Linked DNA regions of Sus scrofa: region 2 is linked to region 1. A link is a contact called in public Hi-C data. All regions are on one chromosome and are shown on one strand. Each heading gives the region's core, a stretch centred on a gene start, on an enhancer-like site or on the middle of the called end of the contact. The rest is flanking DNA. Distances are from core to core; before and after follow the strand shown.

Region 1 (6,723 bases), core at 1,153-3,652:
ACAGTGCTTCACACATGAAGTCTTTAGACACATTTATTGAAATGAATCAACAGTTCTGCCCAGGCATGGGTGATGGATCCCCCTAAAATGGATGGATATGAAAAACTGCGATTCAGAGAGATTCTGCAGCCTACCCAAGGTTTCACCTCATGGACATATCCTGAAATAGATGGCCTTATGAAAATGTTACTTGATTTGCTGAGGCCTTCCAGGAGACAATTCCTTCAAAAATAAAAGCAAAATGCATTGCTTTTTAGGGCCGCCCCTGTGGCATATGGGGCTAGGGGGCTGAAACGGAGCTACAGCTGCCAGGCTACACCACAGCCACAGCAACTTGGGATCTGAGCCACATCTTCGACCTGCACCACAGCTCACAGCAATGCCAGATCCTTAACCCACTGAGTGAGGCCGGGGATCAAACCTGTGTCCTCATGGATACTAGGCAGCTTCGTTACCCCTGAGCCACAATGGGAACTCCAAAATGCTCTGCTTCTTGAAGAAATGGAAGAAATGGATTCCCCCCCCCCCCGTGGATAATAACATCTGTGTAAATAACCCTGTTTCTTTCTTTGCTTTGGTCATCAGGCAGCTCTGAGGCAAATTTACTGCTCAATTTTTATTGCTTTGTAAGATCTTTTTGGTTCCCTCATCTCCATTCTTGTTCTAATTTGTATTTCTCTGGCCCTGTTATTCAATTTTAAGCCTATGTTATATTATATGTATTTCCTGTATTGTTTGTTGAACAAGGTATGGGATACTAATAAGCCAATTCTGACTCAAATAATGCAATTTTTCTTTCAAAGCACAGGGATGCCTTAGACAACAATGACAAGGGTTTAAACAAAGGGATAGCTCCTTGAATCTCATAAGGCAGAATGCTCTATTTTCCTCAAACTTCGCTCCAGTTCTGGAGATGGTACTGGTGGTGAGAGTTCTTTGCTGGGCTTCTGCTTTGATCAACAATTTAACCTTGACAAGTTCCCTTTTTTAATATGGGGTTAGCCTTGCTCACTGCACAACTCCACTTGGCTTCATGGGTTAATGTTTAAAATCATTTATAATATGAAAAATTGGGGGTGGTTTCTGTCTCAGTTGCAGTGTTGACCTTGATCTTTGTGAAAGGGGAGTGCACTTCAAGTTTTTCTGATCTACAAAAGCATTTCCCTTATGAGTTTGCTGAAGTCACCAGAAAAATAAGTAGAACCAGTTACCAGCAAAAAAGCAACCTAAACTGGATATGTGACTATGACTCAGAGACATCAAACAAAGCGTAGAAAGAGGTGGGGGGCAAAAATCTAGGACTTGCAGGCGCACGGGACCATCCAGATTTCCAGGAGAAATTACGGAAACACCTGCAAGGTCAAGGCAGGAAGTCCAGGGCCGATGCTCAGCAAGGGAAGTGCCCTCCTTGCGACTGCTGCCAAGGAGCTGAAATGCCCCAGAACCAGGGCCAGGGAGACTGATGGGAGACCAGGGAGAAAACTCAAGGAACAACCCACAGTTCAGCAACTCAAGTTCAGCCACACAGAAGGGAAGACAGTCTTGAGGATTTGCAACCCGGCAAACAGCCTTAGCCAGGATGTAGCTCAAAAAGCATTGTGTTACAATACAGAATCTGTGTTTGGGGAAAAAATCTCTTGACACCTTTTGCTTCTGTTCCCATCCAGGCTTTGCCAATCATGGCACTGCAAAGGGCTAATGAAAGGATAAAGTAAACAGGGTTGATTGCACAGCGTTCTAATCAAACAGTTGGGAAACTTTGCAATCTCGGAAAAGACAAAGTCTACACAACCTCAGCTGAATAACAGATAATTGGCTGGATAAATACATCCAGGAGGGGCTTGGACAGCTTTGGGTATGAAAGGAATGTCTCACTTTCGCTCCACGGGGGTGTGGTGAGGTAGGACTGAGATGGGGGTGGATTGCTAGGGACTCACTTCAAGTCCTGCCAGTTTGGCAAGAAACCTCCTGCCTCGCTGGGCTGGCTCACCCAGCATACCTCCAGCCCTCCTCTGCTCCAGGCACACCCTTTTGTACCAGTCCCCAGAAGAGAGCTCCCTTTCAGCCCAACCATTTAGCATCTCCACCTTTGTGACCCTCACACTTTGCATCAGCCCGGCATTGTTCAGCCTGACAGTTGACCCGGCCTCCTGGTTTTCTTTAAATAATAGGAGAACGTTGGCTCTCTGAAAATACCAGGCTGCATCCAAATTTAAAAAAGAAAAATAGGAGAGGAAAGCATTCAAACAAAACTCTTGGAATGGGGCTCCTGTGGTAACATACCGAATAAAGGAAAACAGGAAAGCAATTGCAATATTAAAAATAGATGACTTCCTGCATGTAAATTCTTCGCTGACCTTGTTGATTGGAGTGTGGTCAGTGTTTGCTGGCCTGCCACCTCCTGACTTCATGAGAGTCCGGGGCAAGGAACAGTTCTCAGGGCTTTGTAATTCGCCTCTCCTCCACTCTCATCACTCCCATTTTCTTTTCTTTTTATTTTCTAGGACCGCACTCGCAGCATGTGGAAGTTCCCAGACTAGGGTTGAATCAGGGCTGCAGCTGCCAGCCTACACCACAGCCATAGCAACGTGGGATCCAAGACACATCTGCGACCTACACCACAGCTCACAGCAACACTGGATCCTTAGCCCACTGAGTGGGGCAGGCATTGAACCTGCGTCAACATGGATACTAGTTGGGTTCATTCCGCTGAGCCACAACAGGAACTCCCCACCACTCCCATTTTCAAAGCATTTGTTAATACATGTGCCCATGGGGCATCAAACATTTTCTCCTTGATATGAAGTGACTATCAGAGATCAATTACTTATCTTTTGTTTCACTCCTCTGTGTCTAAGGAGACTTGACTGAACATTGAGACTATCTCAGAGGATCCTGGAGCAGAGATGTTACCCATGCCTAATACCATGTGCCACTGTGATGACATCAGGGTCCACTGGCCATGTAGCACAACAGCAGTAATGGAGACAATAATGCATCATCCTGCTGGAGAGCATTCATCCACCAGGGGACACTCAGTGGGCACCTACCACATGCAGGCATGCTCTGTGAACTTGGGACACACCCATGCCCTCAGTGACCTTGGATTCCAGTTGGATAAAACAGACAATAAGCAATAAGCATAGGAAATAAGAAAATGACGTGGTGTGTTCTAGATAGGTATATGGAAACAAGGAAAAGAAAGTAGCGTAAGGAAGATGGGAAAATGCGTGGTATTAAATACCATAAAGAGGACCTTAGTAAGAAGGTAATAAATAAGCAGAGTTCCCATTGTGGCTCAGCGGTAATGAACCCAACTAGTGTCCATGAGGATGCTGATTTGATCCCTGGCCTTGCTGAGTGGGTCAAGAATCCAGTGTTTCCGTGAGTGTGATGTGGGTCACAGATGCATCTCGGGTCTGGCGTTGCTGCGGCTGTGGTGTAGGCCAGGAGTTGCAGCTTCTATTCAACCCCTAGCCTGGGAACTTCCATATGCTACAGGGGAAGCTCTAAATAAATAAATAAATAAATAAATAAATATAATAAAAAATAAGCTAAGACTCAAGGTGAGGCAAGTATCTCAATAAAGTGTCCAGGCCAATGTGCAAAGGTCCTGAGGCAGGATCATGATGCTTAATGAACAATGACTCAGCTTCCCTCTCTTCCTCTGCCAGGAGGCCCCAGACATGACAGCTCCTCTCTGTGGGCAGCAGAGGGAAAAGCTTTGAAGCAGCAGGAGTAATGATGAAAACGGTTTCAAGAAGGGCAGTTTTTTGGAATTGGGGTGTGCATAGGCAAAAAGGCGAGGCTGAAGGTTAAAAAAAAGGAGCATGTTCCAAGATTCCACTCCCTGAGTGGAGAATCGGGACTGGAATCTCAAGGGCACACCCAAAACAAGTCAGCAGGAGACAAGGAAGGTCGTTGTGTTTTAATTCCGCATGCAGTTATGAGTGTGGCCAGGTGCCTTCTGAGGCACTCGTGGAATTTGGCCTGGGATCACAAAATCTTAGGATTGTTCCTTCCCAGCTGTGCTTGTCCCCTGATCCCCTTCTTTGGAACGCCTTGGTCACTGGAGTTCTCTTAACCTTTCTCCGTTCATGGCCACTCTGAAATGAGATCTCTGCGAGGGGAGATCTGAATCTCTCAGGACAGCCCCTCCTATCTCCCCCAAGCAGGCTGTTCTTTGTTACGGGAGCTCCTGGTGTCAATTCACACCCAGAGTTAAAGAGGCATGGGTGTGGCCAGGGTGTGGGAACTCAGGTATTTATCAAGAAACATTTGATTTTCTCCCATAGCCATTGGGGTTCTAGGACAAGAGGGAGTTATGGAGCCAGAAGCTTGTGTATCTAAAACCCTCTGTAGTTCCTATTGTGGCTTAGCGGTAACGACCTCGACCAAGAACTATGAGGATGCTGGTTCCATCTCCGGCCTCGCTCAGTGGGGTTAAGGATACAGCATTGCCATGAACTATGGTGTAGGTCACAGACTTTGCTTGGATCCAGCATTGCTGTGGCTGTGGTGCAGGCTGGCAGCTGCAGCTCTGATTCGACCCCTAGCCTGGAACTTCCGTGTGCAGCCCTAAAAAGCAAAAGAATTTTATAAATAAATAAAAATAGAACCCTTTCAGTTTCCCATTGTTTGGGGTGGGGGAAGTCATCACTCCTTAACAGTTTTCATGCTTTTCTATCTTTCCAAGTCCTCCTTGCTAACTGAATACCTGTGCACTGCCCCAGGTGTACATACCTGCTATCCCAGAATTCTCTTCCAGTTCCGTCTTCACCTAGCTAAAGCCTACTCATCCTTCAAGTCCAGCTAATCCTTCCTCAGGGAAAAAATTTCCTACCCCCCTAATTAGGTTGAGCCACCATCCTTCCAGAACTTATCATGGCACCAGCCCAGAGTAGGTGCTCAATAAACAGTGATGCTTTATAAATTTAGTTGATGAATGAATTAATGAGCAGAAAGAGAATCTAAAATTAATGTGCATTAAAAAACAAAACAAAACAAAAAACCTAACTGAGGACCAGGTGGACAAAAGTCTCTGCCACAAAGGAAGGAGAGGAGAAGAAAAGAAAATACATTCTTTAAGGTCTAAAGTGCTTTGGCTCAAGGCAATTCTCAGGCCAGGTCAACCAGGTCAATCGCCAGAAAAAGCAATGGGGATTCGTTCTAGGACATTCATCTTCTGACTTAATGTCAAAAGTAACATTGTTAGCCCTGTTCACTGAGACTGAAAATGAGCTGAATCCCCCCAGGCAGATGGGGCGACAGAAGGGCACAGCCAGGAAAGCTAAACACCTCCATGCTTTAAGAGTAAAGAAACTAAATGCCAAGAACATAATTTTAACTTCTTTCCCCGTCTTGATCCAGTGTGCATGACCCTGGGCAAGTCACTTAGCTTTCTGAATTATATTCTCATTGTTCAAAAAAAGATAAACTTTAGGGATATTGGGAGAAGAAGGATATTAGCCAAGTTTATGTATGACCGAAGGTCTCACACAATAGTGGTTTATTAATGATTACCGATGCTATCCCCAGCTGTTCTCCAGTATGATTTTATTAGTCCCAGTGCTGTTTCCTGATTCGTTTCCATTCAGGAAGCTTTGAAATAATGGTTAGCAGAGGGCCACATTGCAAAAATAAAAAATCTCACTCTTTTAACTTTTCCTTCCACTTTAATCCCACTGCCCATCCTTCCTCTCTCCCCAACTTCAGCTGGAGTCCTTCCATTCCTGTGATCAATCACGCTCTGGGGAGAACCTTAGTCCTGACGGGGGGAGGGAAGGAGGGGGCGGGGGAGTTCTGGCCCAGCATGGCTGTTGAGTGTGATGTCCTTTCGTGGTGCCCTCGAAAACAGAAGTGAGGAAACAGGCCGTCATTTATCATGTGGCTTTGTAATAGATGCTGATAATGCAAAACAGCCAGGATGCTCTTGAGGTCGCTCCTATGAAGTACCGAGTCAGCTCTGGGGGGCCAAGTCGGAAAGGGAGGTTCCCTGTGTGACTTGCCCTCCTGCCAGGGATCTCCCTTCAGTCAGAACGTCCCACTTGCCAGATGAGCCTGCCATCTGCCCTCTGAAGAGCATGCAGCCTCCAGCTTTAAGCACACTGCCAGTTTGAGGCCACTTGGGGAAGCTTGAAAATTTCCCCAGGCCAGTCACTCACAGCCCAGTCCTCCCCAAACCAGGTAAACTATTGGATGCGGGTGCTAGAGGGTGGAGCTTTGGGTGTGACGATAGTTTTTCTGATTGGGCCTTGAGCCAATCACTGTGGTAGGGTAGAGAAGAGGCAGCATTCGGGTTGGCCAAGCCTAGGTCACCGCCCACTCTTGGTTGGGGGTGTGGCCATCTCAGCTGTAGCCACACCACAGTAAAACGTGTTTCCACAGTGAAGAAAAAGCAAGCATGATGGGCACTAGAGCCACCTCTGAATTCCCTCAACCTTCTCAACCCAGCACACCAGCTAGCACCATGCCTTTGCCCAAAGGAGGCTTCCGTCAACATGAGTTTTACAGCAAGAAAAAAAAAAATTTGAATCCATAAGTGAACATGTGATAAAAGCCATGCAAAGGCAGAACTCCATAGAAGCACTTTTTATTTAATTTAATTAGGTCATTTATTTATTTATTTATTTTTACTTTTTGCTTTTTAGGACCGCACCCAAGGCATATGAACGTTCCCAGGCTAGGGGTTGCATCGGAGCTGCAGCTGCCATCCTACACCAC
Region 2 (6,723 bases), core at 2,323-4,822, 290 kb after region 1:
TATTATTATAAGACCTTATGCATTGTGGAGGCTCAGGAAATTTGTTCATTCATTCATGCATTTGTTTGGTCATTCCACAGATATTTACTGAGTACCTCCTATGTACTGGGAGGTAAAAATGTGTTTCCTAAATTAAGAAATGAATGCATACGGCATGGCATGTGGTGGCAAGGGTTATGGAAAAATACAAAGGGAGTGTGGGAAGCGGGAGGAGGTTGTTTCTGGACACTCTGTTATGCTCCACTGTCTTCTTGTCTATCCTTTGCTTCCACACTATACTGACATAATTACTAGATCTCTGTCTTAGTCTTGAGAGCTCATGAAGCAAGTCGACTTCTTAATCTTCAAGAGTGCCTTGACCATCTTTAGCCTTTCCTACTTCCTTACAGATTTTAGAATCAGCTTCTTAAATTCCACAAAAAGCTGGGGTTTGATTGGGATTACATTATTCCATAAATCAGCTTGGGGAGAATTGTCATTTTAACTATACTGAGTCTTCCAATTTGTGAGCTTAGTATAGCTCTCCTTTTAAATGGATTTTCTCTGTCAGTAACATTTTATTTTCTTTGAAGACCTACATACATTTTACTAGGTTTACTTCCAGATACATAACAGTTTATGTCATTGAAAATGGTATCTTTCTTATTTTTATTGTTTTGCTTTTTCAGCGGCATATGTAAGTTCCCAGGCTAGGGGTCAAATCGGAGCTACAGCGGCTGCCCTACACCACAGCCACAGTAACGTGGGATCTAAGCTGCTTCTGTGACCCACACCATAGCTCATGGCAAGGCCAGATCCTTAACCTACTGAGGGAGGCCAGGGATCAAACTCACATCTTCATGGTTCCTAGTCAGGTTCATTAACTGCTGAGCCACAAAGGGAACTCCTATTTTTTATTTTTTAAATTTTACATTTAATTTTATTTACTTATTTATTGCTCTTTAGGGCTGCACCCACAGCAAATGGAAGTTCCCAGCTAGGGGCTGAATTGGAGCTGCAGATGCCAGCCTACACCACAGCCACAGCAACATCAGATCAGAGCCATGTCTGTGACCTACACCACAGCTCAGGGCAACGCTGGATCCTTAATCCACTGAGCGAGGCCAGAAATCAAAACCGCAACCTCATGTATACTACTCGGGCTCATTACTACTGAGCCACAATGGGAACTCCGAAAATGGTTATCTTTAAAACATTTATTTTCTGTTCATTTCTGGGAAACAGAAAGGATCAACATCTAGAAACTAATTTTTGTACCTGGCAACTTTATCAAACTCTATTAGTTCTAATATCTTATCTGTAAAATCTATTGGAGTTTCACATTATCTTCAAATAATTATAATTTGTTTCTTACTTTCAGTCCTTAGGACTTTTCTTTCTTTTTCTTATTTACTGAGCTGGCTAGGGACTTCAGGAAAGCAGTGACTCCAAAGGTGACTGAATTTTGGTTTTCTATTTTGAAGGCAGAGCCAAGAGGATTTGCTGACAAATTGCATTTAGGCTGTGAGAGCAAGAGAGGAATCAAGGTTGAGTTCAGCCTTTCCACAGAAAAGAAAATCATGGACATGGAGAACAGACTTGTGGTTGCCAAGAAGAGGGAAGGAGTGGGAGGGACTGGGAATTTGGGGTTAATAGATGCAAACTATAGCTCTTGGAATGGATAAGCAATGGGATCCTGCTGTATAACACTGGGAACTATGTCTGGTCACTTGTGATGGAGCGTGATAATATGAGAGAAAAGAATGTATACATGTATGTGTGACTGGGTCACCTTCCTATGCAGCGAAAAAGTGACAGGACACTGCAAATCAGCTATAATAGAAAAAATAAAAATCATTATAAAAATTTTAAAAATTAAAAAAAAAAAAAAAGGTTGAGTTCAGGATTTGGGCCTGAACATTTGGAAAAATGACACTGCAGGCCAAGCCAGAGGTTTGTTGATTGTACAGTTCTGGTAATTAAATGAAGAAAAGACAGAAACCAAATGATATTTATTGGCAATGATCTAACAGGCTTGAGCCTGATTTACCAAAAATAACTCACACTCTAGTAAAAATTTAAAACATTTACAAATGCTCCTAATTGGGCCTAACTTGGGATTTCCTATTCAGTTACTGCCCTCTACAGGAAGCTTGTCTGAATATGAGCTGTGCGTGCTGATAAAAATCCAACCCCCAAAATAGAGGTTAATTTATTCCTCCATCCTCAGTCTTTCCTGTTTCCACTACACACACACACACACACACACACACACCTTGTTTTGCAATCCTGCCCCAGGTCAGGAAAGTACAACAGAACCTCCCAGGAAATCTGGTCCCTGCAAGGCACTTCAAGTAGCTTTTCTGGAAAGATGTCCTAGAAGGGCCAGCTGAGATTCTATGGGCTTACCCTAAAAACAGTGAAGGGGCAATGAAGAGGTGACCCTGCAAAAACCCTGGGTCATAGAAAGAGATCTCATTGTCCCAGCTGGAAGGCCAATGTGACCATCCTTTATCACATGGCTCTTAAGTCACTGGTACAGCCTGAGGTTTCCTTGCACAAGGAAGCAAAACTCTAAGAAGCTGGCACATTTAACAATGCAAAAGACTGTTCAAGCCACATTAACCTTCCACCCAGTTCCCTGACGCTGATTTACAACACACACAGGGTACCTCACTGGGATAAGGGCTGGTGCTCCCCTCACATGCCACCCAATCTCAGGAATGTAAGCTTCAAAAAGTCAAGGACATTGTCCCATAAGCCTCTCTGTTCTCATTGTCCAAAATGATACCCGTCATATAATAGGTATATGATAATATTTTTTGGAATTGTCATTTTAAAGGCTTTTAAAAGTATTAAAAGGGTTAAATTTTCATGTGTCCTAACCAAAAATCAATGTTGTTTAAAACTGATGAGTCAAGAAAAATCACACTGTTACTGCAGAGAGGTAAATATCAAAAGAAATTGCTGATGAAGTTAAAAGCTTTGCCTATGTGGAGTGGAACTGCAGCAGGAAAAGGACCAATTTTTATCACTTTCATTTTTGTATTTGCAAGTGTCTTCATGATTTTCTAGTTTGCGTATTCAAATCATACACATTTATCTAATATAATATTCATTTTTGTGTATGATCTACCGTCTTCATCCGTACATTCACATTACATAATTGCAATCATAGCTATATATTTTATAATTGGCTTTTTTTCCCTTAGTCCACAGGTTCAGTTATAGTAAAGAGTTCACTGCGTTTTTAGTTTTCATAATTACCATGTCAATTACTGTATGACATTCCAATGTGTTACTGTACCATAATTTAGCTAAATACCTTAAAGTGGAACATTCTGCATTGTTTCCACTTTTCCATTGAAAATAATGCTGCAATAAAAACTCTCAGGCACCGTCTTATCCGTTCTGCCTCTTTGAATCATACTGTTCAATCACATTCTGGGGTCCCATCTAGGCACCCCAACTCAAACCAGCGACAAAGGACAACCTGCTAGCATCAGCGGGACCCAGACCTTGGAGCCCGCGCGGTGGCGCGTCGTCTCCTCCCAGGGGGCGTGGCCTCCCCCAGGGGCGGGGCCTATCACGTCTCCGCCCCGCGCTGCGTCACCGACGTCCCGCCCGGCTAGCCCCGGGTGCGGTTTGCGTGTGCTGGCGTCTCTGCTGCCCCTCGCTGCCGACCTCCGGAGCGTGGACGCTGGGTGTGCCGGCCATGGTCCCCCGGTTGGAGGCCGAGCTCTTGGTACTGAACCCGCTGCGCGCCGTATGGCTCACGCTGGCCGCCGCCTTCCTGTTGACCCTCCTGCTGCAGCTCATGCCGCCCCGCCTGCTTCCGGGCTGCGCGCTCTTCCAGGACCTCATCCGCCATGGAAAAACGAAGCATGGGGGACCGCCGCGCCCTGCTATCTGCCGGGCCTTTGATGTCCCCAAGAGGTAACCGTGCTCGGGCGCGAGTCTCGGTGGCTAAAGCGTGCCGGGCTCAGACAGCCAGCAGGGGGCAGCAGAGGCGGGCGTGAGCCGAAGCGGACCCGGCCGGGGAGGCCCAGAGGAGTTCCCAGACAGGCCGCCCGCCTGCGCAGCCCGCTTCTGCTGCGTGGCCCTGGGGGCGAAATGCGCCGCGGTTCCGCCGTCACCGGTGATGCTGAGCCGCGCGCATCCTCGAGGGCGCAGGAAGGTGAATTGGTGGTTGCACGTAGTCTTTCCTTTGGGGAAAGACTTCCAAATTTAGGCCTGGTCACAAGTTCAAGTCTCTTTTGCCCCCAGATTCTCCTCCTTCCCTTCTCCTGCACTTTAGGGGCTCATCATCTGTCTTGAGGTCTGCGGAACTCACTAGAAATGAAGGCAAGCCCCCCCTTCGCTCCTCTCTGTGCCCTATGTGTCTCATCAATCCTCGCAGTCAGGACTAAGTCTGAGAAGCTGGTTACCGGCTGACGCCACTGACTCTCAAACCCGCACTTTGGCAGGTGCCCCTGGAGAAAATTGCCCGAGATGGCACGTTTTAGGCAAAGCAGGTCCCCCCAAGCGCCATTTGACTTTCAGCAAATTTCATAACTGAATTTAATGGGAAGTTACACCGTTAGGGCTTAAATAGAATTCTTTCAGAAATTGTAAGGCCTGTTTGGCGATATTTTTGTTTCTCTGTTTTTACTTTAAATTCAGAATATAGCCAGAACAGTGAGCCACCCACTTCTAGATGGTAGGAACAAAAGCCATGACTTTACTTGGAGGTACGTCCTAAGTTGGCATTTAGGAAAGAATATGGAGAAATATGACAGGGTTTATGATGTATAAACACCTTGGTCACTTACTGCTTAACCTCTCTGTAGGCAGTGCCCCATATTCACAGACAGGATAGGGCCTAAGTAAACTTGGCTTCCAAACCGTGGCTTCCCATTTTGGAGAAAGATTCATCAGGTATTAACACTGAGAGGGGAGAACTAGATCATTCTGAGCAACAGTGAAGGGAATGAGGTCCTGGGAAGAAGTAGAGGATTCAAACATGAGGATTAAACTTACTAGTTATTACAGGCTCTTTACAAGTGGAAATTTCCTGTTACTATTTTTGGCTTTGTTTGCTTGTTTGTTTGCCTTTTTAGGGCCACGCTGGTGGAATGTGGAGGTTCCCAGGCTAGCAGTCAAATCTGGCCTACACCACAGCCACAGCAATGCAGGATCTGAGCAGCATCTGCAACCTACACCACAGCTCAGAACAGTGCCAGATCTTTAACCCAGTGAATGATGCCAGGGATAGAACCCACATCCTCATGGATACTAGTTGGGTTCATCACCACTGAGACCCCAGGAGAACTCCCCTGTCACTATTTTTAATCAGGTTTCGACTATACTAAGTACTTTTCTACCTCATAGCGGAGGCATTCCTAGGTTGTCATTTATTTTAATGTTATAAAGTGAAGAAAAAAATTATTTTGAGAGTGTCAATTCTAGCAATTTATTTTCTGCATTTTGAAAAGGTACCAGTGGGAGTTCCTGTTGTGGCTCAGCAGTAATGAACCTGACTAGGATCCATGAGGACTCGGGTTCGATCCCTGGCCTCGCTCAGTGGATTAGGATCCGACGTTGCCATGAGCTGTGGTATAGGTTGCAGACGCATCTCGGATCTGGCATTGCTGTGACTGTGTCAGAGGCCAGCAGCTGTAGCTCCGATTAGACCCCTATCCTGGGAACCTCCATATGCTGTGGTGCGGCCCTAAAAAAAAAAAAAAAAAAAAAAAAAAAAAGGCAAAAAATAAATAAATACAACTTTTCCTTGTTCAAAATTTAGTAGTACTCTTAAAAGTGGAAATGAGCCTGTAAGTTCTATACTCCATTTCTAATGGACAGCTATAAATCATGTTTCTTCATCTAAAAGCTTAGGTAATTTTGTTTGGGATTATTTTTTCCTAAAGAGACAAGAATTAAACCTAAAATGAGTTCATGGAGTTTGATTTCAGTAGCCCTGTCTGATATTTTTCCTTTTTTTTTTTTTTTTAAGTTAATATGATAATTGTTTTTCTTGTTTTCTTTTTGGTTCCTAGCGTTTTGATTTCCCAGAAAGTCTGATTAAATATATGACCTAGAAAATGAGTTAAAGTGCTCTTGGCTTGCATAGTGTATTTGGAGGTACTTCTCTTTCTAATATTTCAAAATGTTATGGAAACACTGCAATTGAATGAGCTCTAGAGACAAAGAGAACCATCCAGGCTTTCCCTACTGGAGTTCAGGGGTCCTAACCAGCAGTCCAGGGGGGGGTCTGTGGATAGAATTTGGGGCAAATCAGATTGAAAAAAATTACATCTTTATTTCACTAACTTCCAGCTGATTTAGTTAGTGAAATAAAGTTCAGCATTTCTTTAATGATGAACGTAATCAACAAACCACAGTAGCATTAGCAGTACCTGCAATTTCGTGGCGGGTTTTTTTTAATATTACATTAAAAATATTGAAGGGATCTCAAAACATTATTTTTATCACTGTAAGAATACTATATTGTTATTCTCCACTAGATTTTGTTATTTAACACGTTGAAGAAACAGCACGTATATTACTATATCACATATGTTTCTTAGTGGTTATATTATCTCTATTTCAGTATAACTGGTTTGTAATCCCTAAGTATTTTTTGCTTGGCAAGGGGCCCGTAGTCATCACCAGACTGCCAAAAGAGTCTGTGGAAGAAAAATGTTAAGAACCCTTGTTCAAGGAATTCCCATTGTGGCACAGCAGAAATGAATCTGATTAGTA

What was found. A called contact is a pair of places that touch in the nucleus more often than the background predicts.
Region 2: a Hi-C map of omental adipose tissue shows a contact between it and region 1, with 1.9 times the contacts expected there. The contact joins the promoter of LOC100525350 here to the enhancer-like site in region 1. A contact is called at or near these places in 1 of 5 promoter capture datasets (fetal skeletal muscle), 2 of 47 Hi-C or Micro-C datasets (alveolar macrophages and omental adipose tissue) and 2 of 2 datasets of contacts at active chromatin or transcription factors (alveolar macrophages and skeletal muscle).

The regions. Positions count from the first base shown.
Region 1 is chr8:41,733,534-41,740,256 of Sscrofa11.1, forward strand. No RefSeq gene overlaps it. Among named protein-coding and RNA genes, the nearest start is that of KDR, 120 kb to the right of the region's middle. Within about 2 kb of position 2,403, at least 15 of the 83 cell types and tissues checked have an H3K27ac peak or open chromatin away from gene starts, as enhancers often do. A contact at or near this core is called in omental adipose tissue, where this site is marked.
Region 2 is chr8:42,020,780-42,027,502 of Sscrofa11.1, forward strand. It overlaps LOC100525350 (polyprenol reductase), which reads left to right and starts at 3,573. Exons shown (of 7, transcript XR_298920.3): 1 at 3,573-3,915.